2 separate regions of the Rattus norvegicus genome follow, and region 2 is linked to region 1. The links are chromatin contacts, called in public Hi-C maps. All regions are on one chromosome and are shown on one strand. Each heading gives the region's core, a stretch centred on a gene start, on an enhancer-like site or on the middle of the called end of the contact. The rest is flanking DNA. Distances are from core to core; before and after follow the strand shown. Region 1 has its middle 71 kb from the start of Cdc42se2. Region 2 holds the start of Cdc42se2 (CDC42 small effector 2).

Region 1 (5,200 bases), core at 1,628-4,127:
AGGACTGCAAACATTCCAAGGTCATTCCAAGGTCGTGGCTGCAAGCCCGTTACTCTGAAGCTGTCAGTAGGCATGGGCCTCACCCCTTCCCAGTCAGGCTGCCCTACTGTCCGTATGTCAGAGGCCAGTTGTAGGGACAGAGACCTGGAGGTAAGCCTGCTGAGCTGTGTGGCTGCAGACTGGTTATAGCTGGGGTTGCAAGCTTGCCAGATCCCGTGAGACGGAAACTTCCATGGTTCCCTGTGTTGGGCTGGTGGCTGTGCTGTGCTAGAAGCACCTGCTTCCGACCATCAGGAAGTGGAAATAAAGCAGGAGAAACTTGATAAAATACAGTTGATGTGCTAAAGCAGTGCTCCTCACCCTCCCTAATGCTACTCTCTAGTTCAGTTCCTCGTGTTGTGACTCCTAACCATAGAAGTACTTCATTGCTATTTCATAACTAATTTAACTACTCTTAGGAACCATATGCATCTGATATGCATGCAGGATATTTGCTATGTGACCCCCCCCCCCAGTGGGAGGTTTACTTTTTTTTTTTTTCTTTTTTTCGGAGCTGGGGACCGAACCCAGGACCTTGCGCTCGCTAGGCAAGCGCTCGGGAGGTTTACTTTTAAGAAACAAATACCTTAGCCTAGTGTGGTGGCACACTCCTTTAATCCCAGCACTTGGGAGGCAGAGGCAGGTGGATCTCTGTGAGTTGGAGGCCAGCCTGTTTTACATACTGAGTTCCAGGACAGCCGGGGCTACACAGAGAAACTCTTGAAAAACAAAAAAATAAAAATAAAAACTTGCTTAGAAAATAAATAGTAACATACACAAAGTTGAACATACTGTGCTAACTGTTGGGGTCTGGAAATCACTACACAAACCACTCAGACGTTGATCTTAGTCAAATAGGAATAGTTTATTGAACACCACACCCCAAGACTGATCAGGGCCACATGTCAGACTTTGGAACTGACTGATGTGTCAAGATTGTATATGGCTTTTAAAAATATCTGTGCCAAATTATTTCACCAGGCAGGATTTAGGGTAAGAGGTTTCCTTAGGAACATGTCCTTGTTGTATAGCTAACATTCATGTCTTAATGTGTCAACCAGGATGGGACTTGTATAACACTTATGTCTTAACTTGTCAACTAGGGTGTCAGTTACCCACAGACAGTCTCTTACTACAGTACAATGCCAGTTCCTAGAGAGATCTTAGGAACTTAAACTTTACCCTACTCAAAATGGAAGTCTTACTCCAAATAGTTTCTTATATTGGTGCAGGCGTCTCTCTTATGTTGGGGTCCATCCCAGGGGTAGCTTAGAAAGGCAAATACCATAAAAGCTCATACACAGGTGTGGGTAGTGCTGCTCAGTGGTTGGTTCAGGTCCAAGCTCATTGTGGCTCACTGTACAAAGCAGTTCTGACTTCTGTTGTTCTGTTGTGATTTGTTTCCAAGAACAAGAAGGCACAGAACAGCCTAGTAACGGCATATGAGAAAGCTGCTCTATGCCATTAGTAACAGCACAAGATGGCAGGCTAGCCAGGTAACAGTAACCTAGGCCTTAACTCTAACCATGCTGTTTAGAAACTATAGAAACTCTGTACCACAGCTGAGACTAAGGATTGCTGAGGAAGTTTCTGTTAATGTTTATTCACTGACTTCCAATTGGGCTCCATTCCCATAGCAAGGGACAACCCTGACTTACAATCACCCACGAGGCCCATCCCCATAGCAAGTAATATGGCCATAAAGGGTGGTGCAGTGTCACAACAGTCATTAAATCTTGATCGGCCATTTTGTCTCATGTGCTATATCATCAGGAAAAGTATAATTCTGCCTGGTGGGAAGATGACTTTGAGAAACAGCTGTTCAACAAGGACAACACTGGTGTACTTAAAATAATCCTGGCAATCTCTTTGCTGTGCAACTCTCCATTCGTCCTAGTGTCCAGTTTGTGGTCTCCTGTCTCTGTTTATATTCAAAGTGTAACCTGGAGCTGAGACCTGGAGAGGGCGAGAGCATATGTAGAGCGAATAAACCTAAAGACTTCACAAGCTGGTAAAAGCTTCTGTCCCAGGCTGGTCCCCTTTTGTACATCAGCTAGAATCAGTTGTGTACCATTGTCAAAGAGCTTTCCGTTCGTTAATCTGAGTGTATAGAGTATTCCTCACTGGGAAGACATTACTTCTATAGCATGTGGAGGCCCCAGCGAGATGTTCCTACACCCTGGATTCTTGTGCTGCTGGAAACAATGTTCAACTAGATGGAAAAGAGGAGCCCCAGGAAGGTGAAAAGTGACCTGACCCTCCATTGATCACTACTCCAGATTCCTTCAGAGATCGGGAAGTTGCAGGGAAAGGTAAGGTGCTGAGCCTGGGCCCCAGGTCTCAACCCTACAAGATCTAAGAGGGCTCTGCTCAAGCCCTAAGGAAGCTTTCTAGGAGAGCTAACAGGTAGGGTAGGGATGTGTGTCTCCAAGATCCTTCCTAAGACAGCTGACATAGGAAAACAATGGGAGGGAATGTCGCAGTCTTTGAGTGGACATGAGTGAATATTCTGCCTGTCTGCTAGAGAACTCTATATGTTACAGAGACCCCTTTGTCCAGGGTGATTAGAAAGAACTTTCTCTGAGGAAATTAGCCACTGGTTCAACTAGGTTAAGATGGATAAATTAGATTGCAAGCTCATGTTCAGCCCTAAAGCCTGCTCCTCGCATTCCTTGGAGCTGAGCTGCTGTCCCATAGATCTCTTTTTTGACACAAAAAGACCAACTAAAACAAGGGACTCATTCCACAAGGAAGAAGGAATCTTCGATCCCATTCATAGAACAAAAGAATGGCTCTGATATCACTAAAGACAAAGGAAGGGCTCCTCCATCTGGTTATGAGGAGACATTACAGCCTCCTCCACTGAGCTCTGCAAACTTGGCTGGGGCAGAATTGCCTGAGCTACTGTGTTGGCAGGAGTGTGGCAGCCCCACCCCCTCCCCTACCTCTGCCAAGACCCCAGGCATTCTGGAAGCCTGTCCACCCAAGTGGATCCTGGGCCCCACCTCAGAGCAACCCCTGTGGTGCACGGCCAGTTTTTCTATGGGAAGTCCCTTAGCTGTGCACTCTGGGGAGGATGACTGGGGTTAGCTTTATTGTATCCTAGCGTCTGCTGTTTCTACTGGGTCTCCAAGCCAGTTCCTCTGACACTATGTTGTTACTGGGACTCCTTTGCCCTACGCCTGAGGTCTACCTTTGTCTCTGCCCTTCCACACCTGGATACTCTTGATTTTATTTTTACTTTTCACAGAAGACTAAGGGGAAAACAGCCTGATGCCACGGCTTTTGAGACCCTTAGACATAAGCTTTTATGGCTGTTTAGAAGTCCCAGGGTTGCAGATACTTGTAAGTTTAAAAAGAACAAAAAGAAAAAAATTGTTAGCAGTTTGACAGGCAGTTATTCCACTTGATAGAATGATTGTATTACCCTGCACCTTGGTGTCTTCATGAGGGGTACTTAGTAAGCTTTTCATGGTGTCTCCCTCCACCTGCAGACAGAGTAGTTATGAATATTTAGATCACTGGGTTCATAACTATACAGGAAGGAAAATGTCTTGTGGGTATGGATCATGTTGGAAAATTGTCACATGCTGTATGTTAGGTCCCAAGTGAGTCTCACCCAGAACCTGGGCAGTGAGCAATGAGCAAAACAAATGTTCCCTGGCCTCTCTCTCCTCCCAGCTCTTTTGTTGATGGTACGGGGTGATGTAATCTCCTGAAATTGGGGAGGTGTTGTCAGGTCCCAGGAAGGCTGGGTTACTGACACCTCTAAAGCCATTGCTGAGATGTGAACTCTCTTAGGATCAACGAGCCCCTAAGTTTGTTACAAATGATGTCAATATGAGATCTTATCTCTAATAAAGGGGATAAATTATTCTAGATAGAATAAAGTTATATAAATGAAGATGGGGACAAAACCATCAAAACTTGAAGCCAGGTCACAAAAGGTCTGACTGTTACACAGGATTGGAGGGAGAGACTTAAAGACAATATACGTAATGGTTAAGGGGTGCTAGAGTTAAAGGTGTGTAGCAATCCTGCTTTATCATAGTCATCCCTCCAACATTTATCTAATTTTTCTCACAAGTATTTCATTTGTAGGCAATCTTTATTCCTTTTTGAGGTGTGTGTGTATGTGTACTTGAGTGTAAGTGACAAGGAGGTCGATCCCCTGGAACTGCACACAGCTGTGAGCCATCACTCACGTGGGTGCTGCAAACCGAACCCAGGCCTTCGCAAGAGCAGCCAGTGCTCTTAACTGCTAAGCCCATGGACCATTCCTACCAATCACTTTAGGTGATTTGGTAAAGGGGAGGAGTTAGATTCTGTTCTGGTTTTACTTTTTAAAATCACACCTGTTGGGGAGGAGTGGGCATAAGAGTGTGTGCGTGTGCGTGTTCAGGTCAAGAGGACATCCTGCAGCTGGCTTTCCATGTCTACTATCTGGATCCCTAGGTTCACTCAGGCCATTGGCTTCACAGTCTGAGCCATCCTGTCACTGAAAAGAACATCTTAAGTCAACTTCCTCTCTGTGGACATACAGGGCAAGCGGTCAAAACCTGTTGACAGATGCTCTGGCTTTTCTGTGTATCGGGTTCCATGAGGCAGTTCTATGTCCAACTGACCTACCCTTGGCTCCTGCCACTTTGGGGCTCTTGTGAGTACAGTGATGCATATTGAGCTTTACTCTTCTGCATCAGAGTGCTTGGCTGTCACCCTTCTTGAAGCCATCAAGCGTCACATAGGGAGTAATCAGCTGAATGTGAGTCCACTCCGACAGGATGCTTTGGAGACACTGCTACTGGAGGTGTGTCTAGACCAAGGCGGCAGAAGAGCCTGCGGTCCAGCCTGCCTCCAGGTATAACAGTTATCCTCTGACTCCAGCCACATGTCCTGGTTAGCAATAAGCAACTAACTGTCACTCAGAAACTGAGGCCAATCTGGTCTATACAGTAGGTTCCAGCAAGTACTACACAGCGAGACCTTAAGGAAGAAAGGATTACAATTTACAGACTTTTGAACTATCTTTTGGAACAGACTTTCTTTAAGACAGGGTTTCTTTTCTTTGTGTAGTCCTGGCATGATACATGACTACACAATCCTCCTGCCATAACCTCTCAGACTGTAGACCTGAACCACCTCGCCCAGCTCACGTTTAAAA
Region 2 (5,200 bases), core at 694-3,193, 71 kb after region 1:
CTATACGTGTGTATGTCACTTATATTCGGGTGCCCCATGAAGACCAGAAGAGGGCGTCATAACCCTGTTACAGACAATTGTGAGCCATCAGGTGTGGGTGCTGGGAACTTAACTCCAATCCTCTAGATGAGCAGCAAGTGCTGATTTAACCACAGAGCAGGGACTTTTTAATATACAAATGTTATTACAAAGAGTCTTACTGAAACATCTGGAATCACACTATCGATAAAAAACACGGCAGCAAAATCTAGTTCAGGGGAGAATAAAAACTCCATCTTGTTGAAACCGTTTTTCCTGTCGCTTTAAAACCTACACGAATTTTTATTAAGATGGCAAATGAAACCATAACCCAATAATCTTAGCCTTAAAGAGTTACTCATTAACTTTTAAGTAGGAGGCTATGAATGAACACTTCCTGAAATTCACCAGCCGTTTTTTTTTTTGTTTTTTTTTTTTTTTCATGTGAAGTGGCCCTAGGGGTTTGAGGAGGTTCTCACTTGCTACATGGAAACCACAGAACGAACTTCATGCTCAAGCTTAAGAGAGAAATCATTTGGAGTTTTGTTCCCTTCCACAAACAGCATTCAAAATCTCTCTGCACTTAATACGTGTCTAATGAGTATGCTGGGTAAACAGTGACGTTAAACCACCAAGGTCCCCTCCCTCAAAGTTCAGAACGCTCCCTAACTCACAGAGATAGATTCAAGACCATGCCACAGCCCCTCAAAAGCACATACACTTCTTTACTCCTACTACATAGAAAGATAGACCTCAAAATATACCCCAAACATCTTTCTCAATTATTTTCAAAGAAGAGGAGAAATCGGGTCTGCTAAGAAACAGAAATTTGTAACCCAACTGCTCTCAAAAATTCCACATCTCAAAGGTACTGCCTGCAAAACTGTCAAGAATGACTGACTAGTTATCGCTAGTTTACATGGGAGGGGGGAGTCAAAAACTTGCCTAGCATTCTTTCCAAGAGTCCTTTATCCGAGTCAAGAAGCTATGTGCCTAATCTTACTAGTAGGAATAGCTTCGTGTGGTGTTTTGAGATTCATTCATTACATCAGTATTTTACTGAGCATGTATTATGCGGTAAGACATTTGATAAAGCATTTAATTTTCTCTTTTTCTTTGTGGCGGGTGGGAGTACTGGGGAACTGAACCACTCTGGGCCTCCTACATTCAAGGCAAGTTCCCCACCACTAAGCTGTACTCCCAGGCCCAGAATGTTTCAGTTCTGCGCTCTGCACATCACCACCAAACTCCTCCAGGAAAGCTCAGCAGCAGCAATCACGGCTGCTAACGCGGAATTCCCAGGGTTGCCCGAAATCAACCGGCATGGGGCTGCTCCTCAGCTCGAAACGCGACGTCAGTGAGCCGCTACCTACCACACCCGTTAGTAATGCTCACCACCGTAGATGGGATCTCCCGGTGCAACAACCTGTAAGAGTCGCCGGAGCGACTGCAAAGCAGTGGCCGGGCTTCCTTTCCCGGGGTCCCGGGGTCCCGGGGAGGCCGGGCGGGAGTCGGAATCCCGGAGTCCAGCCGCTCCGCGCCGGTCCAGACTGGCCGGGATGCTGACTGGGGGAGGGGTCCGTAGCGCCTCCCCCATCGGGAAGGTGCAAGCTACAGTGGAAACTGGCCTCACGGAGAATGAAGAGAACCATTGCCGGTCCTCGCGTGAGGACCTCGCCCAGACTGGAAAATGGAGCCGCCGCAGCCTCAGCCCTCAGCCCCAGTCCGCTGCCCAAGTCCGCAGCGCGGAGAGGCCCGGGCCCTCAGCCTTCCGAGCCGCGGCTCTGTACTTGGCGCCTCGAGCGGCAGGGCCATCGCGGGGCCCTCTCCCACACTCACCGTCGCCTTTGTCTCCGCCGCCTGCTCCAGTCGCGCGGCTCCGAGCGCCGGCTCCGAAGCTCCTAGGATCTCCACACGCCAGCAGCTGCGCTCCCGGCTTCGGGCTCCGCCCTCCCGCCTAGTCTCTGGCGCGCAGAGGCGGAGCCACAAACTGTGTGTGCGGCTGCGCGGATACTCCCCCGCTACAGGGACCCGCCCATTCTCTCCCAGTAGGCGGGCTGGTCGCTGTGAAGCGCCGCCCATCGAGGGAGTGGCGAGACCTAGGGGATGCGAAGCGCGCACAGAGTGACCGCTGGGTGGGCGATGGGGAAGATGGAGGCCGGGGCCTCGCACCACAACACCTTGCTATCTGGATCCGGCCATAGACGCGCCCGGGCAAGCGAGGGCGCTGCTAGGCAGAGCTGGCTAGCACCAGATGTCTCTCAGTAGCAGTCGAAGAAAACTATTTGTCCAAACGCTTAGATCATGCTACTTTTAAGGAATCAGAATCACTGACTCATTGGAGAGCCAAGAATATCCACCTAGCATTTGAAAAGTGTCCGGTGTGTCTCTGTGACTTCTTGTGGGATCGGTTTTGGTTTTAGTTTTGGTTTGTCATTGTTTGAGAGAGGGTCTTTTTGTAGCCCAGACTGGCCTCCAACTCACCATATAGCTAAGGGTGGTCTGGATCTTGTGCCTCCATCTCCCGAGTGCTGGGATGACAAGTGTCACATGCCTAAAGACTTTTGTAGTAGAATCCTGGCTGACCTGGATCTCACAGCAGTCCTCCTAACTCAGCCACCACATTCTGTCTTACGACTACATTAGCTGTACACTTTACCTACCCAGAAGCAAGGAACAAATGGGTGTCTTTCCACTGGAATCTAGCCGCACATACTCAGACAGGGAGCTGCGTGACCATCACGATTGGTAGGCTTTTTTCTAGGAGTTCAATCCCAAAACTGGAGTATTCCTTGGTTCCTCCAATTCTCAATATTGCATCTGTCCATAAGGGTAATTGGTACGGTTCATTCGAAATAAAATCAGACTGTTCACCTACATTGTTTCTATCATCCGTGGCCTCAGTCGTACTTCCAGTGGGTTTCTTAAATGGCCTCCCTAACCACCATCAACAAACTGTGTTGTCAAAACAACAGGGAAAATATCCTCCCACAAAGAGAGTCAGCTCATGTCTCATCTGATCAAAATCCACCAGTGTTCCAGTTACTGTAGAAGATAAGATCTTTACAATGGCTGACAAAGTCCCTGAGATTTTTTATTTTCCCCTGTAGGTCTCAGAATTCATCCCCAACCTCACTGATGCTTGCAAAGTCCAGACTGCACTCAGGGACTAGGACATTCTTTAATGTCTACCTTCACCCCTCAACTCCACTCAGATCTTTGACAATGACACTTAGCCTAAACCCACTACTTTACCTTGCTATAACCTCAAGCCTTCCTTTTATCGCCCTTGCTCTCCTGCTCCAGGAACAATCTGCACAATTTATTCCATAATGTTGTTCTTGTGTGTCTTCCCCAGCAGAAGCTGGGTGTCTTTTGGGTTGGCTGGGTTTGATGTCTGCAGTGCTGAGGATGAAACCCAGGGCCTGCTCTGGCTTGGTGAGTACTTTACCACTGAGCTACACATGTCGACCTTTAAGGCTGGGGATAACTGTTCTACTCAACTGATCTGTCCTAAGTGCCTAGAAGAAATAAAAAAAAAAAAAAAATCACATGCCCCCAAGACGTTCAACAACAAAAATAACCAATTTTATTTTCAGTTTCCTCTTGGTTCTACTTTCTTCCAGTCAAGCAACCATTAGATTTTAACCTACATCATACCATGAACATTCGGACTTCTCAGTTCTTTTGTATACAGTAACCATTTACTTGATATCTGATGCAATTTTTGGCCAGTGACATCCTTGTATCCTATTTCACTGAGTAAGAATAATGTGATAGGGTAGAGAAAACTGGATATAATACTTAAAGGCACATTGTTTCAGAAAACTTTCCTGAGACAAAAAAACCCAAAAACTTCCCAAGTGTCATACATTACATGTATTGCTCTTTGACATGCAAATACGGTCACCTTATACAAACAATATTTTCTACCACTTATCCATAAAAGGTAACAATCTTTATGGGAATGGTTACCCATTATTTCATGTGAGACTGGGCGATGGTGGCCTATACCTTTAATCCCAGCACTTGGGAGACAGAAGCAGGTGAATCACTATGAGTTCAGGGCCAGCCTGGTCTACAGAGCAAGTTTTAGGACAGTCAGGGCTATACAGAGAAATCCTGTCTCAAAAAGTGTGTGTGTGTGTGTGTGTGTGTGTGTGTGTGTGTGTGTGTGTGATTGATTGATTGAACAGTATCTAATTTTGGTTGCTAGGGCCATTCATACTCCCTTTTAATTAGACGAATATTATTTTGTTGCTACAGCTGTTGTTACAACTTCTTGTCACAAGGTCTCACCATACATAGATCTGACTGGCCTGGCACTTACTAGGGTAAGTGCCAGACTTACCCTAGTAACAGACTAGGGTAACCTTGAATCATGGCAATCCACCTGCCTCCACTTCTCAAATGTCGAGATTACATGCATGGGCCTAGCTTGGATGATAGTATTGTTTAACGGTAGATATACACGATGGTTTGCTCAATATCATATTAGTAGCGGTCTCTTTACATATTTGATTTATTCTTTATGATTTAAAACAAAACTAAAAATTATACCTTATGATTCAGTTTTTTAAAACAAAGTTTTAGGGCAGCCATGGGGACAACATATCTTTAGTCCCAGAAGATCTTGTGAGTTCAAGACCAACCCGTTCTACATAGTGAGTTCTAATATAGCCAAGGCTATACAGTGAGACCCTGTTTTGGGAGAAGGGGTGGAAGGGGCCAGTGTTAACTTTTGCTCTTCTTCACAAAAATTATTGACAGTGGATTTCATCATGTCAAAATATAGTTTGTAATTATGATAACACCAAAAACTGAATTTTCTAGAGTCAGAGACAGGGTGTGTCTTCACTGACTTCCCGAGTACAGTCTTGTTCCCAAAGAAGAATGAGGGCAGAAAACAGACACCACCATTCATCACTGCACAGTGGCTTGCCTCTGAAGATACTGATAAGTACCACAGTTGTTAAAGTACAGAAGAAGCTGTCCTGCACACCTCCTAGTCCATAGCAAGTGCAAACACCAAGGACAGCGGGAAGCAACATGTTGGTCTCACCAGTTTCTAATCTCTTCTGAGCTCACATAGCTGCCGCAGTGGCCTGATTCTGCATTCTTAGTAAATTGAATAAATCTTCTTTTGAAGATCTCAAAGCAGGGGCTGGGGAGAATGCTCAGT

What was found. Hi-C and Micro-C count contacts between places; a contact is called where the count stands out from the background.
Region 2: a Hi-C map of Schwann cells shows a contact between it and region 1, with 4 times the contacts expected there. The contact joins the promoter of Cdc42se2 here to the enhancer-like site in region 1. A contact is called at or near these places in 4 of 12 Hi-C or Micro-C datasets (Schwann cells, frontal cortex and liver) and 1 of 1 datasets of contacts at active chromatin or transcription factors (oligodendrocytes).

The regions. Positions count from the first base shown.
Region 1 is chr10:39,331,939-39,337,138 of GRCr8, forward strand. No RefSeq gene overlaps it. Among named protein-coding and RNA genes, the nearest start is that of Cdc42se2, 71 kb to the right of the region's middle. Within about 2 kb of position 2,878, at least 3 of the 93 cell types and tissues checked have an H3K27ac peak or open chromatin away from gene starts, as enhancers often do. A contact at or near this core is called in Schwann cells, where this site is marked.
Region 2 is chr10:39,403,829-39,409,028 of GRCr8, forward strand. It overlaps Cdc42se2 (CDC42 small effector 2), which reads right to left and starts at 1,944. Exons shown (of 6, transcript NM_001126089.2): 1 at 1,858-1,944.